Regions from separate parts of the Bombyx mori genome. Here region 1 is linked to region 2. Evidence: chromatin contacts called from public Hi-C data. All regions are on one chromosome and are shown on one strand. The core of a region is the stretch at or near the end of the contact, and the rest is flanking DNA. Distances in the headings are between cores, read along the strand shown. Region 1 overlaps LOC105841955 (aminopeptidase N). Region 2 overlaps LOC101741193 (ATP-dependent RNA helicase abstrakt).

What was found. A called contact is a pair of places that touch in the nucleus more often than the background predicts.
Region 1: a contact with region 2 is called in a Hi-C map of midgut, with 2.7 times the contacts expected there. The contact joins two enhancer-like sites. A contact is called at or near these places in 2 of 7 Hi-C or Micro-C datasets (midgut and whole pupa).

The regions. Positions count from the first base shown.
Region 1 is chr11:2,983,166-2,990,041 of ASM3026992v2, forward strand. LOC105841955 (aminopeptidase N) reads right to left here. Exons shown (of 28, transcript XM_021349745.3): 15 at 6,274-6,367; 16 at 5,551-5,657; 17 at 4,600-4,743; 18 at 3,946-4,049; 19 at 3,258-3,453; 20 at 2,333-2,421; 21 at 1,522-1,619; 22 at 544-667; 23 at 1-2. Among protein-coding and RNA genes, the nearest start is that of LOC134199648, 8.0 kb to the left of the region's middle. Within about 2 kb of position 5,141, at least 3 of the 8 cell types and tissues checked have open chromatin away from gene starts, as enhancers often do.
Region 2 is chr11:2,829,020-2,835,397 of ASM3026992v2, forward strand. It overlaps LOC101741193 (ATP-dependent RNA helicase abstrakt), which reads left to right. Exons shown (of 12, transcript XM_004922191.5): 6 at 616-713; 7 at 1,819-1,982; 8 at 3,290-3,495; 9 at 4,591-4,707; 10 at 5,496-5,683; 11 at 6,128-6,227. Among protein-coding and RNA genes, the nearest start is that of LOC101741193, 7.0 kb to the left of the region's middle. Within about 2 kb of position 3,367, at least 3 of the 8 cell types and tissues checked have open chromatin away from gene starts, as enhancers often do.

The sequences.
Region 1 (6,876 bases), core at 3,891-6,390, 160 kb after region 2:
GGCTGCCATACATACAGGGTGCCATATATACTAATAATTATAGCCAGGTGGACAGTGAACACAAACACATTAGAGTTCCGTCATAAACTTTCTTACTCGTCACCTCGATTCAAATAAGATCCAGTTGGAGGGTCGGCGCGCCTGTTATCTAGCCAACCATGAGCTCGTTCGGCTGTCTATATAGAGCTAATAAAGGAAACCTGCCAGATGTGACTAGGCCTAAAATTCCAAACAAATTAAGCATCTATGTACAAGTGTGGCAATCGAAGATTTTTATAAGTACTACGCTGGCAACAATTGTAACGCGCATGCAAATATTAGGGTGTCGAGAGCGGGGACGAGAATGTGCCTAATAAATCGCGCAAACAGATGTGTTACCAGATCAAAAAAGAAATACGACGACAAAAGGCTGTTATGTGGGTGCTTTTGATTTTTTAATTTAGCTGCTCGGACAACTCGTGCCAAGTCCCTATGCAGCATGATGAGAAGAGGTGCTGCTTCAAACCTTTATAACCTCAGATAAGAGCAAGAAGGTGGACTTACCAGCTACGACTATAGCTCGACTGGCCGGCAGTCTCCCGGCTCGGCTCAGGACGAAGGCATCATCTAAAATCAAGGCTCTTTCAGCGGCCGAAGCGCCATCGTAAACGCGAGCAGCATCGGAAGCCTGGAGCGGTAGATGACGAGACAATTCAATTTTCACAACAGCCCAATTGCGTTTTATTAATTGGTCAGATTGGTAGGTCGAACTTGTCTGGTGTTAATTCGTTAACGTAAATGCAGAAGCACAAGTTGAGATACGGCTTGTGCAGCGTGTAGCGTACATTACTTGTTAGTCGAACGACGAGGGTCGTCAGTGAAGTGGCTGGTCCGTCGGGGTCAACAGTGAAACGCTGATGATTAGTCTTCAACCACTTGCAGTGTGTTTCGTGAGATTATACGGACAAATACAAGAAATAAAACCTCGCCATTCCGTCCAAACTGCAAGTGGCTGAAGACTAGCCATCAGCACTTCACTGGTTAGCCTGACATGATGGATCAGCCGCTTCAAGCGCAACGGACGCCCCACCCTTCAAACAGAAACGGATTCGCGGCACGAATAGGCAGAGCGGCGTTTTATGACCTGACTATTTCTGCTTAGAAGCAGTAACCCGTTTCGGTTTGAAGGTAGGGGCAGCCATTATATTGTAGAAACTGAGACCTTAGAACTAATATCTCAAGGTAGGTGGCGGCATTTACGTTGTTGATGTCTATAGGCCCGGTAACTATTTAACAGCAGAGGAGTAGTGAGCTTGTTCTCCCATTTAAGCAAAAAAAGCCTCAGGGTACTACTATTCTGGCTTTATCCTGACTAGTGGGCTAGCGTAGCCTGAGACTGTTAATACTAACCATAGCAAGAGCAGTGCTTCGCTGAATCTACCACAGGATCGGAATTGCAACCCACTGAGGAGATCCTGCGAGAAGCTCAGTGGGCTGTGGGGAAGTTAATCATTTGTTGTTCTGCATTAAGGATTTCCTTACCTCCTCCCCTGCTCGGTCCTGTGGCGCGACCCGGTACAGTCCACGAGCTCCGACGTTGTATCTGATCCATTTGTGTTTACCTAGATCCGGTATGACCACTGCGAAACATTATCTTCTGTTGTTTTAAATAATCTAGTAATTCCTCATAGCACGGTAGACCGAAAACTCTGTCTGCTCTTGGAGACTCTTTCTGCGCTTTATCATTTGGCAAACTTTAGCAGAAGATATACTCCTGACCCGGATGATACGTGGTGAGAAAATCTTGGAAGATGACGGTAAAAAAATTATGGAAACTTCAAAGTTTCTCGGAGGAACGTTTATAGGAAATAATACCCTAATCTCCATAGACCCGTATGTTCTAAATGGTCCAATTTATTTGGATTGGACAATATTGGTTCTCTATCGTATCGAATTACTAATGTTTTTTTACACGATCATCCAAAATAGGAAAGGTTTACGCGGTTCGTGTATGTAAACTAGTAAGGATTTTTACACGGATGTCCAAAATAGGAACGGTTTCCCGGTCTCTGGATGCGAGTTCCTTTTATAACTTTTAAATGCCTCTACAGTAACGAATGTACGGGCGATTGTTAAGAATTTTCCGAGTGACACTGAATATATGTACTTCAACAAGAAAGCTTTGATTAGTCGATTTTTAAAAGTATCAAACTTTTCACTCAGTTGCCGTTATATGTGTATTTGTGTATACATATGAACTCACACAACTCTCCTGGTATGAATATGAACTCACACAACTCTCCTGGTATAAATATGAACTCACATAACTTTCCTGGTATAAATATGAACTTACTTTCGGTATCGTTCATCCAGACCAGATGCGTCGTGTTCTCCGTCCATCGCGATGTCTGAAGCGGCTTTGTCTCGTTTCCAATGTCGTACCTTCGGATCATAGCGTTTGGATGCAAAACGATTTGGAGCATACCTGTGTCTCCTAGTCTGGGAGAGAGCTCAGCGCTGGGCCATGGCCAATTGCCAACGATAACCGCAATCCTGAATATTTTCAAGAGAAGACGAAAGAAAAGCTTTCCAAACTGTAGCACGGAATGTAACGCGATCAAAAATCAATTCGTGCGGTCAACGGCTTCGTGGGAGCACATGGGTTCGTCATTGCCGAAAGTACTTTTTTTCGTATTAGTCATAGTAATGATTTGTAAAGTTCTAACGGAGGCATCTAGATGGTCACAGCTTGGTCGCCGCGAAGGCAGAAGTTAAGGGAGACGGAAGTGGCTTTTTTTTCAGTAGGGGGGAACCTTTTGCGAGGTGGTCTTAGGGGGCACGCGGGGTAAGTGTACAAAACAAGAGCAAAAGTTTTAAATTTCGTACCATACGATTTTGTGTATTACGCTCATTTATTGGGAATTTCCACACGAGGAACACCTCTGAGAATTCGCGCAGGCGAATGCGGAGGCGAATTCGAGAACATTCGCATTTGCGAAGGCGAGGATCCGTCACCGTTCTAGTGATCGTTCGTTTCGCCACCGCCTTCGGTTTCCCCACGCTCTTGATACTACTTCCAGTTATGCATTTCAGTTTTATGGGTATCTCCTTAATAATTATTATTGATCTTTACAAAGATCATGTTGCTTCATAAGTCAATGTCGTTATGCGGTACCAGTAACAAAACCAAGCCCCAAGCATATGTACGCGAGGAAACCTTGTCTCCTTAGCGTCAGGAATAGGCGGGATAGTCACAGCAGTCCACGGTCTCCACTCACCAAGTTCCGTTGTGCATTGTGTGGATTTCCTCCGGGTCTGCTTCCAGGGGGCCAACGGTGAAGGTAATCGGGATAATCCATTTCGGTGGCGGCAGCTTCGTCGTCTTCGGCGACGGCTTCTTGGTGGTGGTGGTTGGGAGTGGGGTGGTCGTGGTGGTGGCATTGTAGTCCTCTTCGGTAGCGTCCGTGTAGTTTTCTATAAGAATGCGTTATATGCTAATGATTTGGTGTCCGTGGACGATAGTCCAGGTAGTAATAACAATCAGTGTTTAAAACTCAAACATCCACTTCAAGTGTCGTTGAGAAATGTGCAAGACCTTGAAAAAGCTATTTCTAATCTAACCACTTAGCGGTCTCCCGACTGACCCAGACCCCTCCGCGCTACCCTGTGCATTGTGCTATCAATGTTTGTAACCCCATCATTGCACCTCGCAACATAACTCATTTCATACAAACCAACGGTTCATAGTTATATCTGAAACCATAGTTCCCATTGAATCTCTGCCTGGACCCTGAGATTCGAACCAGTCTCTGAGTTCAAGATTATTCCCACCAGTACTTACTGAAGCTCATAGACATCTCAGCGAGAGACAGGTCTGTGATGGTGGGACATACCCGTGCAGTCTGCTAATACACAAGCCAAATATAATTTAAGTTTGTTTCACTTATATCTACGTTTATTTATTACCTGGATCAAAGAACAATGCTTCGAGATCGGCTCTCAAGTCCTGAGTGAGGAGGTCGTTCAGCATTGGAGGCTCTGGGGGTGGTGGTTCGGCCGTCATCAGGAACCTGGGAGTTGAATGGGGTATGCTTTAATGTATTATTCACCGGGCAGGTTTTGAAGTCGTCGTGGCCTAAAGGATAAGACGTCCGGTGCGTTCGTGTTGAGCGATGCACGGGGTGTTCGAATCCCAGGCGGGTAACGATTTTTATAATGAAATACGTACTTAACAAACGTTCACGATTGACTTTCACGGTGAAGGGATAACATCGTGTAATAAAAATGAAACCCGCAAAATTATAATTTGCGTAATTACCGGTGGTAGGACCTTTTGTGAGTCCGCACGGGTAGGTACCACCACCCTACCTATTTCTGCCGTGAAGTAGTAATGCGTTTCGTCTTGATGGGTGGGGCAGCCGTTGCTATACTGAGACCTTAGAACTTATATTTCAAGGTAGGTGGCGCACTTACGTTGTACATGTCTATGGGCTCCGGAGCTCCGGTAACTACTTAACAACAGGTGGGCTGTGAACTCGTCCACCTATGTAAGCAATAAAAAAAACCTAGGACTTAATCGCGGTCATAGTTAAGATTTTAAATGAGGAGCATATAACTGACCTTTCTTGTTTGAGAATGACGTCATCTCCGACTGTCGTCGCGCTCAGCAACGGATACCCTGGCTTCTCGCACCAGCCGTCCCACGCGTGGGCCTGCACCGATGCATCGTCAGGGTTGTCACGTTGCAACGCCCGCCATAAATCTCTGGATATATATTTTTTTATGTTACAAATCTGTTCCTTGTGGCGCGACCAGATAGGTATTCTTCATCTAATGTCTCTAATGTAAAGCTTCCAACATCTACAATCAGCATGTCTATAGCAATTGCATGCTAGACGACAAATCTTTAGCTAGGTATTGGTACGCCACGGCCGTATTCGCCTTGGAGTGGGTTAAGGAAGATATGGGCATCTTTGGTGCGGAGGCCGCAACTTCAATTCGATTTAGTGCAGGAAAGAGATGTTTATGTCGCAGTTTCAGTAAATGTTATTAATCGAGTTTAGTCGGAAGCGTCAAGTAGTTCATTTAGGTAAGGTCGATAAGGCGATGGCAACGCCAATTTCCGACGGTTTGACGTTTGAGGCTGTTTGACAGTTGACGTTTGAGGTACCTACACTTTTACTGTAAAGAATAAACTGCCATCTTTAGGGACCGACCCGAACGGTCATTACTTGGTCACTTGGGTCGTTGTAACGAGCTTCCCGCGTTTGTCGACTAACCTCCATTTATCTGTTCGATCATTAGTGATTCTCTGTAAATTTGTTTGCTACAGTGAAAATAAACGTTTGCATTGATTGTCTCATCAGTTATTTTGAGTGCTCGGCAATGTGTGCTCACACTAATAATGGATCATTCTACCCCGCTCCGTACCTATATATCTGACGTGTCCTATTAAAATGGAATGCCCTCTGTGAAGTCGTTAACAAAGATTCTGTGTTCAGCTTCAGATCCGGATGCTGTGGTCGGTCTTCGTCCAGTAGACCTAGACACCGATCATAAAACATAGCTTACCTGGCGTCGGCGCTTGCATAGCGGTGATCGCGCAACAGACGCGCGAGTGCTGCTCGGCCAGTTTCCTCACCGGCTGCTTCGATTGCCATACTAACTATGGCAGCACCCTAGACAGTAAGAAATCAATGAAAAAAACCAAACAAGACAACCTTCGCGTGTGGTACTCGTTGAGACAAATCTTATTAGTCTAAACTGCATAAGATTATAGCCCACTGATGGTACTTGTTGAGACAAATTTAATTAGTCCAAACTGCATAAGATTATAGCTCACTGAGTTTCTCGCCGGATCTTCTCAGTGGGTCCCGTTTCCGATACGTAGTTCCGATGGTAGATTCTGCGAAGCACGACTCTTGCTAGGGTTCGTGTTAGCAACGTCGTCAGATTTGAGCCCGATATGGTCTCTCTAGACCAGGGGTTTTCAAGCTTATTTTATCTACTGCCCACTTTAAGAATAAATTATTTTTCAGCGCCCCCATCCTACTTAAAAACCACTATAGTGAGAGCTTAGTCGGTGTCTAAGAGTCCTTCTAGATTAAATTACAAATCGCCAAGCTCAAGCCACAACGCCCCCTTTTTTCCAGGGTCTCTTACTGCCCCCCTTTAGGCCGGCAGCGCCCACAAGGGGGCGTTATTGCCCACTTTGGGAAAGGCTGCTCTAGACCATCAGCTTAGGTAGGAAAAAAAAAGATTACTAATGGTAGAGAAAACAGACGCAAGGGTTACCTTGTGCAGAGAGAGTTCATCCGTAGCCGACTCGATGTCGGCGCGTTCGAGTCTCAATGCCGCGACCGCCCGAACTGTACTTCCAGAGTCTAACCTGAGGGTGAGCATTAGAAGATTTATTTTTATTTTTATTGCTTAGATTGGTGGAGTACTCACAGCCCACCTGGTGTTAAGTGGTTACTGGAGTCCATAGACATCTACAACGTAAATGCGCCACCCACCTTGAGATATAAGTTCTAAGGTCTCAGTATAGTTACAACGGCTACCCCACCCTTCAAACCGAAACGCATTCAAAAAACGCAAAGTCAGTCCAGGGATTTGGGTCTCGAAATGATATTCTGCCGTTGAAGTAAGCTTATCAGCTTCTGACCGTTAAATACGAATCGCGTGCTTTTGCATCCAAGAGACAGCTCCAACCATAAACCGATTTGGAACACATTTTATGAGATTTTTTTATTGCCTAAGCACCTGGTGTAAAGTGATCATCGGAGTCCATAGACATTAAAAATGTAAATCCCGTCATCCACCTTGAGATATGAGGTCTAAGTCTCGGTTCTATAGTACAAGAGTTGCCTCATCCTTCACACCGAAACGCATTACTGG
Region 2 (6,378 bases), core at 2,117-4,616:
CGCAACGCAAGTCGTCGTGGTCTAACGGATAAGACACCCGGTACATTCGTGTTGAAGCGATGCACCGGTGTTCGAATCCCGCAGGCGGGTACCAATTTTTCTAATGAAATACGTACTCAACAAATGTTCACGATTGACTTCCACGGTGAAGGAATAATATCGTGTAATAAAAGTGAAACCCGCAAAATTATAATTTGCGTAATTACTGGTGGTAGGACCTGTTGTGAGTCCGCGCGGGTAGGTACCACCGCCCTGTCTATTTCTGCCGTGAAGCAGTAATGCGTTTCGGTTTGAAGGGTGGGGCAGCCGTTGTAACTATACTGAGACCTTACAACTTATATCTCAAGGTGGGTGGCGCATTTACGTTGTAGATGTCTATGGGCTCCAGTAACCACTTAACACCAGGTGGGCTGTGAGCTCGTCCACACATCTAAGCAATAAAATAAAATAAAAAAACGTGTGAATGTGTTGAACGCGAGCTACATGTAGGCGGAGTGGGGGTGTTAGGTTTTATTTTCGTTACAGAATTTCTTGATTCGGTCGCCGCGCTCAAAGCTATGCTATTAAAAAGAATGCCCTGATTTAGTATCTTAAGTTAGGAATTTTCGATGGTAGGCGTAGCCGTCTCCGAATGCATGGAGGTGGTCCAGAAAGGCGTTCACATCATGGTGGCAACGCCGGGGAGGCTGATGGATATGCTGGATAAAAAGATGGTAAGACGATCAGGATTTTCTTTTTTTTTTTATCACGAGGAAGTCGCTGGACTCCCACCCTCCACGGGGGATGGCGGGTGGGGCATGTTGGAGTCAAACCGACTTAAACCTCCTGTCGCTCAACAACCCACGTCCGTGCCTCGCATGAGACAGAACTCATGAAAAGGCAAAGGGGAGAGTGAAGCGCTTAGTGCGGAGCACATCTCTCCCATCACCCTCCCCCAAGTCGATCAGGATAGAACTTAATTTTGACTGATCCGGTGGAGCAGCAGTTAACACCCATGACTGCTGTGCCGAGGTTCGCAGGTTCGATTTCCGCTTCAGGCAAATATTTATGTGATAAACAAATTTTTTTGCTCTTTATTTATAATCTATATATATGTATATATTTAAACGTACTAGTGGTGCTTCGGTAGTCCAAATTCGAGTATATTTAATTGAAATTATAAGTTTGAACATTATTGTTATTGGTTCTATTGTCAAAGACTATTTATGCTTCTATAATCATAGATTTCGCCAAGAGTCGCTATAGACAAATAATATTAAAGATAAACAATATTAATTTATTCTCAATTTGATCACAGAATTTAAATAATAAGAAAAGTTTGATAATAAACAAAGCGTTTTGTGTCAAATACATGGTAGTGTGTTTAATGTTTTTTTTTAATTGACTTCATCTATTTTTTATGCAAAATTAAAAAAAAATATTATCATTGTGCATTCCTTCTCTATATTCTCTATAAGCGTGGAAAATATCATACTTGTCCGACCGCGCAATTTTCGTAAAAAGGGTTACAAAGTTTTTGCTTCACGTATTAATATATAGATATATGTATTTATGTAACTATGTATGTATGTAAGTATATGTGTATGTATTTGTAATTTAATATAAATTTCATTGCACCTACCACTATTTACTCTGCACTCCCTTTGGTTGACCAGTAGATAAGGCCTTAGGTATTAAGTCTGCCAATCAAAAATTTACATTAAGTGTAATAAATAAATAAATACATCAGTCTCCGGTACCGATAAAACACAGGGAACCCTGAATTTGAGGGCCGGATATCCGTGCGTGTTTGGTTCCCAATTATCCGTTTACGTCCAGGTCCGGCTCAACGTCTGCCGGTACCTCTGCATGGACGAAGCTGATCGCATGATCGACATGGGCTTCGAAGAGGACGTGCGAACGATATTCTCTTACTTCGCCGGGCAGAGACAGACGTTACTGTTCAGCGCCACTATGCCGAAGAAGATCCAGAACTTTGCTCGGTAGGTCTTTTGTCAACTGAACTTTCAGCCTTTTACTGGTGGCAGGACGTCTTGTGAGTCCGCGCGGGTAGGTACCACCCCCTGTTTCTGCCGTGAAGCAAGAAAGGTGTTGTTTTTCCTACCTATGTTGATAGCCTTGAGAGGCTATTTCAGCTTCGCCCTAACATGTGGGTGAGCTCACGGGGCTCAAACCTGACGATGTTGCTAACACGAACCCTAGCAAGAGCAGTGCTTCGCAGAATCTACCACCGGATCGGAAACGCGACCCAGCACAGACATCAAATGGCTGATGAACCACTGTTATCACATGTTTGGACCTCAAGAAACATTACAGCAAACCCTTTACGGTCCAATGTCCTCACGCATTGGACATAGGACCGCCTCATGAAATTCGCTGCTCGCGTTACCGCTTTTTATTGCTTAGATGGGTGGACGAACTCACAGCCCACCTGGTGTTACGTAGTTACTTGAGTCCATAGGCATCTACAACGTAATTGCGCCACCCACCTTGAGATATAAGATCTAAGCTCTCAGTATATTTACAACGCCTGCTCCGACCTTCAATCCGAAACGCATTACTGCTTTACGGCAGAAATAGGTGGTGGTACCTGGGTAGCGCGCGGACTCACAAGACATCCTACCACCAGTAATTACGCAAATTATAACTTTTGCGAGTAAAATTGTGCGTCCCATTTATATTGTTTAATAATTAAAACACCATTCAAACTAGAAAGCGTGATCACTTCGCAGTACTTACTAATCACGCAAAACATTAAGAGAGTTCAATTTTTATTACCCCATGTTATAATAAATAACGTGTAAATAATAAATAAATATTTACTAACAATCACGCCACGTTAACTGGTCCCGTGATAAGTTCGTAAAGAACTTGTGTTACAGGTACCAGATAACGGAAATAAATGTAAGATTTTTATTATACACATACACATATTTAATATACATCCATAACCCTGGAAAAGACATTTATATTTATCATACACAAATATCTTCCCTTGGCGGGATTCGAACCCGCGACCCCCTTGTGTAGTGACCATGTCACTTACCACTACACCAGACGGCCGTTGATGTCCATGGACTACAGCGGTCAAATAACATCAGTTGCGCCGTTAAGTATTATACCCATTTACTCAACGAACAACGAATTATTATACGGCCATTTCCGCTCCCATATTAAGCCTGATTGAAAGTACTAAAAATTGCGCAAATTATAATTTGGCGGGTCTATCCAAAAAGACCACTGAAAAACTCCTCATTCGTGTAAGAGACTCTTCGAAAACACTTAACAGATCAGCTCTGGTCCGTCCGGTGACGGTAAACGTGGGGCGCGCTGGGGCTGCCTCGCTCACCGTCCGCCAGGACCTGGAGCCGGCGCAGCCCGAGGCCCGCACCGTGCAGCTGCTGCACTGCCTGCAGAAGACTCCGCCCCCGACCCTCATATTCGCCGAGAGGAAACAGGACGTGGATGCCGTGCACGAGTACTTGCTGCTGAAAGGTGAGACCAGTTCCTATTTTCAGCAATGATTTACAGGACCCAGCGTTCTCCGTGGTGGTTGTTGGAGGATTGTTGGGTATTTAGTCAAGATAGGTGGCGCATTTACGTCGTAGATGTCTATGGGTTTCAGTAACCACTTAACACCAGGTGGGCTGTGAGCTCGTCCACCCATCTAAGTAATAAAAATGAAAGCATTGTTCCTATTGCACCACTATAGTTTGTTAAGAATGCCAGGTCCCTGAAACTTTAAGACAAATATATTTTTTCTGTATGGAAACTAGCGACATCTCGTAGCGGATGCCCCTAAACTTATATGTTGTTAAAGTTAACGCATTTAATTATGGTATAAATAAACACAGAACATAAAAATTAATAAATCATATAAGCTGTTATAGATAAATTAATTAAATTTTATCACTTTTGTGGTTTCTGAAGACTTACAAAATCCTTCATTAAAAATAAAATATAGGATAGTTAATATATTACTGCCATCTACAGGAGTAATGAGAAACTAATCGAAGCGAAGCCATCTAGTGGCCGACGCCCGTAAATTAGTATAAGTATTTACTGGTGGTAGGACCTCTTGTGAGTCCGCGCGGGTAGGTACCACCGCCCCGCCTATTCCTGCCGTGAAGCAGTGATGCGTTTCGGTTTGAAGGGTGGGGCAGCCGTTGTAACCATACTGAGACCTTAGAACTTATATCTCAATATGGGTGGCGCATTTACGTCGTAGATGTCTATGGGCTCCAGTAACCACTTAACACCAGGTGGGTTGTGAGCTCGTCCACACATCTAAGCAATAAAAAAAAAATATAAAGATTACAATTTGAAAGTCACTCTAAACTAATCTAACATCGTGTGTCCTGGTCGATATGAGACCCAAGAGTGCTGGGTCCGGATACGAAGCGATGCCCTGGATGCTGATCATTTAGATCAGTCAAGTTGTGTTGACAGCTCTCTTCGTGACAGCTGACGGTCGATTCCCGGAAGGTACATGCGACGGGTTTCCATGTAATGGCCTTACGTAACACCCTTCTGAAGATCGATCATCAGCACATTGATTGTAACGCTTAAACATGCCAATGCCATTGTCAGGAGTGGAAGCCGTCGCCATTCACGGTGGCAAGGACCAGGAGGAGAGGTCTCGGGCAGTCGAAGCCTTCAGGAGGGGGGAAAAGGACGTGCTGGTGGCCACGGATGTCGCTAGCAAAGGTCAGTATTGCGTTTTGAGCCATATCGGTACGAGTGGCGCGGCACTTTATGCCGCCGACCAGGGTAGTACAGGGAATCCTTGCTTGGGACCGGTTGTGATTAATACCCGGATATTATAGTAATTTTTAGTACTTTCAATCAGGCACAATATGGAAGCGGAAATGGCCGTATGACATTTCGTTGTTTTGTTGAATAAATGGGTATAATACTTAAGGGCGTAACTGATCCGTAGTCCATGGACATCAATTATTTTCACGTTATAAACATGGGGTTATGAAAGTTGAACTCTCAATGCTTTGCGTGATTAGTAAGTGCTGCGAAGCAATTTGAATGGTGTTTCAATTGTTAAACAATATAATTGGAATGCACAATTCTACCCGCAAAAATTATAATTTGCGTAATTAGTGATGGTAGGACGAATTGTGACCACCGCCCTACCTGTTTCTGCCGTGAAGCAGGGTTTCGGTTTGAAGGGCGGGACGGTCGTTGTAACTATACTGAGACCTTACAACTTATATCTCAAGGTGGGTGGCCGTATTTACGTGTGAGCTCATCCGTTCATCTAAGCAATAAAAAAAGCTTTCCCCAAGTCTCAATAGGAATTCGTGGTCCCTTGCCATGGGTTCGCCCCGGGTATGGTAGGTAGCGGCTTGACTCTGCTCCTGGCATTGCTAACGTCCATGAGCGACGGTGACCACTTACCATCAGATGGGCCGTATGCTCGTCTGCCTACAAAGGCAATTAAAAAAAAAACCTGTTCGGATCTGTAAGTCGGCCGCGACCCCCAGGGCTCGACTTCGCGAACATCCAGCACGTCATCAACTACGACATGCCGGAGGACATCGAGAACTACGTGCACCGCATCGGGCGCACGGGGCGCGCGGGGGGCGGGGGCGTGGCCACCACGCTGCTGGGCCGCCCCGACCACAGCGTGCTGCGGGACCTGGTGCATCTGCTGCGGGAAGCCGGACAGCGGGTGAGTGTGGGCGCGGGGGGTTTAGGAGGGTTGGGGGGGTTAACAGCGCTCTCTGACTGTTGTATCAGAATACTGCGATTTACTAGTGCTAAAGCTTAATACAGGTTAGCAAATTTAAAAACTACCATAACCCGACAGCTGTCCAACCACGTAAACCTTAAAGTACTTGATAGTTCAGTTTTTTTTTATTTATTTATTCAAGGAAAGGAAATTATTATTTATTCAGGAAATCGTATGAGTAGCTAGTGGCATTTTTTATAAAAGTTAATCTGAACTTTAAATTTTAATCATGAACTCTGGTATTTTTTATTTTTTATTTGGGTACTAACCTAACAAATTTTTTTTTGCTTCGAGTCTCCAATAGCTCTACTATGTGGTGTTTCGGGATTATCCATTCTTTCTGGGACACCCTGTATATTCATTAGTTTTGTGTTTGGCGTGTAGGTCCCTGGCTTCCTCCTCGACATGCTGGGTGAGCCCGATGTGCCGGCTCCCGCTGGGCAGGGCTGCTCTTACTGCGCCGGTCTGGGACACAGGATCACAGGTTCGAGGAATACTGACCAAATATACTTTATCTCAAAAAAAAAACAAAAATACGTGTGTGCAATGTTTCGTACACGTTAGTAATAAAAAAATCTCATAGATGGCGCTGTTTTTAAAAACCTCTGTATGATGCTTCCAATCTCGTTTTCTCC